Regions from separate parts of the Arachis hypogaea genome. Here region 1 is linked to region 2. The links are chromatin contacts, called in public Hi-C maps. All regions are on one chromosome and are shown on one strand. Each heading gives the region's core, a stretch centred on a gene start, on an enhancer-like site or on the middle of the called end of the contact. The rest is flanking DNA. Distances are from core to core; before and after follow the strand shown.

Evidence for each region. Hi-C and Micro-C count contacts between places; a contact is called where the count stands out from the background.
Region 1: a contact with region 2 is called in a Hi-C map of an unstated tissue, with 2.2 times the contacts expected there. The contact joins the enhancer-like site here to the promoter of LOC112723491 in region 2. A contact is called at or near these places in 4 of 8 Hi-C or Micro-C datasets (leaf and an unstated tissue).

Annotation. Positions count from the first base shown.
Region 1 is chr11:147,324,477-147,327,878 of arahy.Tifrunner.gnm2.J5K5, forward strand. No RefSeq gene overlaps it. Among protein-coding and RNA genes, the nearest start is that of LOC140176289, 18 kb to the left of the region's middle. Within about 2 kb of position 1,470, at least 3 of the 3 cell types and tissues checked have open chromatin away from gene starts, as enhancers often do.
Region 2 is chr11:147,286,655-147,289,979 of arahy.Tifrunner.gnm2.J5K5, forward strand. LOC112723491 (very-long-chain aldehyde decarbonylase CER3) reads left to right here and starts at 1,735. Exons shown (of 15, transcript XM_025774881.3): 1 at 1,735-1,843; 2 at 2,236-2,431; 3 at 2,529-2,758; 4 at 2,866-3,101; 5 at 3,176-3,325. The coding sequence starts at 2,372.

The DNA of each region.
Region 1 (3,402 bases), core at 220-2,719, 38 kb after region 2:
ATATTTTAACATATATTTTATACTAATAATTAATTTTAGTAGATAATTTTAGTATATAATTTTAATGTTTTATATATGAATTATCTTTGATAGATATAATCAACTTATACAATTTACTTGCACATTGACCATATATGCTTCATATTGCATGTCCCATTTTACATAACTTATCCTACTTAGTCAATTTAGTTGAGTCATATATATGTACGAGATATATCAAAAGTAAGGGATATACATATTTTAAAGGTTTAACTATTCTACTAATATTTATAGTTTTATTAAATTTTTAATTAAGTTTTTATACTTTATTTTTTTTAATTGAATTTTTATATTATATTAAATTTTGTAACTAAATTCCTGTCGTGACAAAAATATTAGAATTAACATATTTTATTAAACAAAAAGAATATACTTAACATTTGATTGAAAATTTATATAGTTTAATAAAATATTCCATTAATTCCAATATTTTTATCACGGTATAAATTTTGTTACAAAATCTAATATGATATAAAGATTCAATTAAAAAATATATATATAAAGACGTAATTGAAAATTTGGTGAAACTATAAGGACCGACAGAATATTTAAACCTATTTTAAAAAGAGAAGTACTTCTTATATATTCAAGTACTACTATACAAATCACTTTTAGCAATTATTTATTTTATTTTTAATAATTATATATTTAACAGCAATTGGATATTAATCTTCTTATATTTTGTTGGTAAAAAAATTTAATACAACCACCGTTAAATATTTTTTTAATAGCAGTAAAAAGACTGTCATAATATATAATAATAATAATAATAACTATATAATTGCCACAAAAATACAAGTTATATAAAACATATAATGGTTATTATGTTATTACCATTAAAAATTTGTGGTTAAAAGTAATTTTTGTGATAGTAAAGGAGCAGCATATTGATATATATTTTTTTATGTTTGGTGAAAAATACTATTGGTATGCTTATAACTAAGAATAAAAATGATATTTTAAAATAGAATTTAGCACTAATATATATATTTTTTTACCTAAAATACAGTTATATTATTGATTATAATACAATTCTCTTGCACTTTCGAAACATTTAAGAATTTTTCATAATAAAATATTTAAATGTAAATGCGAAAACGAAAGGGAACCTTTTGTCTTCAACTGCAATAAGGTGATAATGTGAACCAGCCAAAACCCTTGACTCGACCCCACTCTATCTAACTAAACTCTTGGTGCTTCATAGACTTTTCTCTTCCATTATCCGTGAAAAATGATATGCTTATTGCTTAACAGAAAAGATTATCCATTTATCCTTGTTTGCAAATCTACGGAAAAAAAAAAATAAGGTATGGTATGCCATTTCAGTATTTTTTTTGGTATGCCAGAATTTTTCTTTTGGGTCTGGTATTGGGCCAGAGGAACCGGCCCACACCGAAAAACAAAAACAACCCTTCCTCACCCAAGATTATACCCCAATGCTACAAACATTCCCTGCTTTCAAATTAATACTCACCCATGACCAAGAGTAAGAAATTTTTATTTTTGCTTACCCATGGTATTTCCTAACCCAACAGAGGACTAATCCGTTGCAAATCGAAATTCTATTTAAAGATTGTTATATGTACAAAGTGGGATTCGAATCTCTCATGCCTGCTTAATCGGAGTGAACCAAGGGTAAGAAATTAATACACACCTAATAACATTTATATACTACCTAACCCCTGTAGCAATAAAACAATACGCTATTGAGGATTTAGGATGAATAACACTTGCAATTTGCAAGCCTGTTCGGTTAGCCCATGATGTGTCAACAAAAAGGGCGGAGAGTGATCCTCTAAAGCATGACACAGTAACATTTTAATGGCCCAAATTATGGCCCAACAAAAAGCGCTTTAGGCTAGGTCTTGGGCCCTCTGATCCTATTATTCCAAGGGACCACTGCTTTCCATTTTTTTGCATCTATTCAAAGAAACAGAGATAATAATAGGATAAATATCTATTTTATATGTATATTAAAATCAGTTATTAAAGTTAATTATTAATATAAAATATATATTAAAATATAAATATATATTAAAAATAAATTAAACTCTAATTTTAATAATTAATTTTAATGTACCCAGACAAAAGCGGGTGCATTCCACTAAGACCACCAAAGATTCCCGATTTTTGAGTGTTTTCGCAAGGAACATATATGTGTGGTGCACCTCAAACAAAGTCATAATATGATTAGCTAGTTGATTATTTAATTTGTTTTTGGCGGGATATGATTTGAACAAAACTGAGTCGAAGCACCGTGATGCTTCTAATTAATAATGTGATTCATGTGAGAGATTTTATTTTATTGTTTTGCATATACAAATATCCTCCTATTAGTTATTCCTCTATATACCGACACCTAGTTGAAGGCTACACTGTTCTCCTAAGAGTCACGTCGAACATATACAGGCTGAAAATCTTGTTTGACAAAGACCTAATGTGTACATATATTACCTCAAATTAAAAAGTTTCTATATACATTAACTTTCACTTTTTCCGTATCTGATTAACTTGCAAACATTATTATTGTCGTATTATGATATCCCTATCACATGCAACTATTTCTCATATCTATTATTAATTTTTCTTTCCTCCTACCTCTGGATTTAGTCGCTGCCTTGTCTGTGGGGTTCATCGTTCGGATTTCACAAAATAGAATAGCAACACCCTTTCAGTTTCGCCAAGGACGTGGTCTCCTCCGATCCATACGAATATATATAAATGGACCACACATATATAATTATATATTACTATGACGGCATAGAGAGAAGAGAAGGATTAGAATTTATGGTTTTTAAAATTAATATATATATAAAATAAACGTATTTTGTCATTTTTTATAATAAAGGTGTTGTAGTTATTTTCTATAAACAAAAATATTAATTTAGATCAGTTCAAGATTTAGTTTATCGATTTTTTGGCCAAATGGATTTGTCTAATCCAATTTTGACAAAAATAACACGATTTAATCAGTTATTTGTATTAAATTTTAATTACTAGAAAACATCTTTAAAAAAAAGATGTTTTAGACGTCTTTATTTGAGTAGCTCCCATTAAATTAAAGTCTTATATATACTTTCTTTATCAGAAAATAAATAAATTAATTGATTCTTATTAACTATCAATATACTAAGATGACAAATAAATCCCTAAAAAATTATATTTTAGATAAATTAGTCCCTAATAAAAATACTAATAAAGTCCTATAGAATAATAAATATAAATAAAGTAATTTAAATTCAGATCTTTTACTCTAATTACAAGATCTAGTTTAAAAATAATATGTTTGAGAATTTTATTAATATATTTTTTTTATAGATTAATTTATCCAAAATGTAAATTCTTAAAGATTTATTTACCACT
Region 2 (3,325 bases), core at 485-2,984:
GGTAACAATGTCATTCCTAGAGTAGAAAGGAAGAGGAGCAACTCGAATCTCTGGAAAGGAATTTGTCAGTTGTGGCCGGAAGTCCAAAGTAACTGCATTTGGAGGATAGGGGATGGGGCCCAAATTCGTTTCTGGGACCACAACTGGGTTCCGGGATTAGGTCGTCTCGATAGAGTTGCAAACCAGGTAAGTAGTAATTTTAATTACTCAAATTCACTGATGGAGTTTCTTGACGTTTCAGGGCATTGGGATACTGGGAAGCTACAAGAACTATTACCGGAGGATGTGGTGAAAAAGATAGTGGCGATTTCTTCTCCCTCTCCATGGAAGGGTACTGACCATTTAGCTTGGGGTCTCACCCCTGATGGGTTGTTCAACACCAAGTCAGCGTACCAGAGCTTGTCTGAAGAGCAACATACTCCGAATACAGTTTTTAGGCAAGTCTGGAATTGGCAAGGTCCGGAGCGAATCAGAACGTTCCTCTGGTTGGTGGCTCATAATGCCATCCTTACTAATTCAGAGAGAAGGCGAAGACACCTGACGAACGATGATTCCTGCCCACGGTGCCATCATCATGATGAAACAGTTATTCATGTGCTACGAGACTGTTCCTACGCACAATGCATTTGGAAATATCTTCTCCCTCCCAATTTTGTGAACTCTTTTTTCAATACGGATCTGAAGGACTGGTTGATGCAGAACCTCACTAGCAAGAATGACTGGCCATGTCTCTTTGGTGTAGCTGCCTCCTCTATATGGCACTTCAGGAACAAGCTCATTTTTAATGGCCAGTCTGTTCCTATGGTCACAGCGGTGAGTCGAATTAAAGCGCGGTCGGAGGAGTTTCTAAAAGTCACGAAAAGCAACATTCTACCCAGGAACCTCCAGGCTGCCGGGAATTGTTACATTGCTTGGTCTCGACCCCCTACAGATTTTGTTAAACTTAATGTTGACGGCTCCCTTTATGCCTATAGAAACAATGCGGCATGTGGTGGAGTGTTTAGAGATGCAGATGGTAGATTTTTGAAAGGTTTCTCATGTAATTTAGGTGGATGCTCTATTATGCATGCTGAATTATGGGCAATCGTCCATGGCCTACAAATTGCGGTAGTTAACGGATACCAGTCCATTGTCGTAGAATCTGATTCAGCTGCGGCTATCAAGTTCATCAATCATGGCTGCTCCCCAACTCATCCCTGTGCCCCCCTCATTCAGGACATTCGTATCATGGCAGCTCGCTTGCAGCACATTATTTGGTTACACTCCCTTCGTGAAGCTAACTCTGTAGCAGACCTTCTAGCCAAAAAAGGGCAAGACATGCCTCTTGGTTTACACCTGTTTGATAGAGCACCATCTGATATTACTTATGCACTTTTTTGTGATTGTTACGGGGCCCTCCGTTTAAGAGGGTCCTGATCTGCTCTTTTATTTTTGCTTTTTTCTTTTCTGTTTTCTTTTGCTGTTGGGGTCCTTCCCCCCTTTGCTCATCAAAAAAAAAAACTATTATTGAAAACCACATATTGAACAGACCCCTAACCTACCCTTATGAATAATAATACTACTAATACTATGAGATTGGAGAGAGAGAATTAAACACTATTACTGTCTCATCTTCCAACCATATGGTGCATTAACTTCTCTCCAGCTGTGCCAAGAACGCGTGGATTAGTGATTAGTGAACCACTAATACTGTATCCTGTCATGTATGAACTAATCAATAATCATACTTATAATAATTAATACAAGTGCAACTAACTGGCTACTAGCAGCTAGCAAGAATCTCTGGTTCAAATTATGTTCTGGGATTAATGGACATACACTAGTGGTATTATTAACATGCATGGCAAGTGTAATACATATATATACCTCTTTATTTTATGAATTCTTTCTTATTTTTAATGATAATATAGAATTAAGAAATTGGTATGAATGATGAGAAAGAGACATGTATGAGGAGGGGGCCAGGGCCCAGGGGGCATTGAACTAACTTGATACACACATACACTAGTTTCATCTGCCTTTATAAATAGGTGATGTAGGAATAAATGCTTCTAGTTGTAGCTCAAACGTGGTGATTGTAAGAGATCCCCAATTGAAACAAAAAACAATTTGGTTCTTTGCAGAAACAAATTAAACCTCTTCAGCTCTCTAACACTTTGGTGTTCCCTTCTTTTTTGTTTTCTTTCCTTCTTCTCTGATACTATCATTATTGTTTGTTTTTGGGATCTTTTCCAGTTTCTGCTCGTTGGCTGCCATAGTTTTTTGGGGCTCTATTGAGCTTTAGGAGAATACAGAAAGAAAAGAAAGATACCATACATACATTTAACAAGGTTTGTAAATATCTTAAACTAGCAGAACCTAGTGCAGTGAAATGGGTAGTACTAGTGCTCCTTTATCAAGCTGGCCATGGGAGAATTTTGGATTATTCAAGGTATATTATATTATATATATATATATTTATGTGATGCATCTGTTATGTATATAGAATAAGTCTAACTACTTGTGTGTTTTCAATTTCATAAATATAGTATGTGTTATATGGTCCATTGGTGGGGAAGGTTGTGTATGAATGGTTGAATGGGGTGGAATTCTACTCCATGATCAGCTGCTGGAGCCTTCACTTGATCATACTATGGATTCTAAGAGGAGGAGTTCATGTTCTGTGGAGTTCTTATAGTCATATGCTTTTTCTCAATCGAAATCGAAGGATCCTTCAACAAGGTGTGGATTTCAAGCAGATTGATCTAGAATGGGACTGGTACATATATATACAATCATTATTGTTGCTACACACTACTACTTAAACATTTATTGATGATAAAAGTTATTAGTGTTTGTGTTTGTGTTTTCCTAATTGTGGAATAGGGACAACTTCTTGATTCTTCAAGCACTAGTTGGGTCCATGGCTTGCTATGTGTTTCCATTTCTTCAAGATCTTCCATTATGGAATATGAAAGGTGTTGTTGCTGCTATGATTCTGCACGTGGGAGTCTCAGAGCCACTTTACTATTGGATGCATAGAAAGTTTCATGAACATCACTTTCTTTTCACTCATTACCATTCACTTCATCATTCTTCTCCTGTTCCGGGGCCATTTACTGGTGAGAAAATTAACTCATTAATAATTATTAAACAAGTGCAAATAAATAATCTTGGAATAATGATGATGATGCAGCTGGAAATGCAACACTATTGGAGCACCTTGTTTTGACGGTGGTGATAGGAATCCCTGTTTTAGGGGCATCCATAATGGGATATGGATCAGCAAGCTTGGTGTATGGTTATGTTTTGACTTTTGACTTTCTGAGGTGCTTGGGTCATTGCA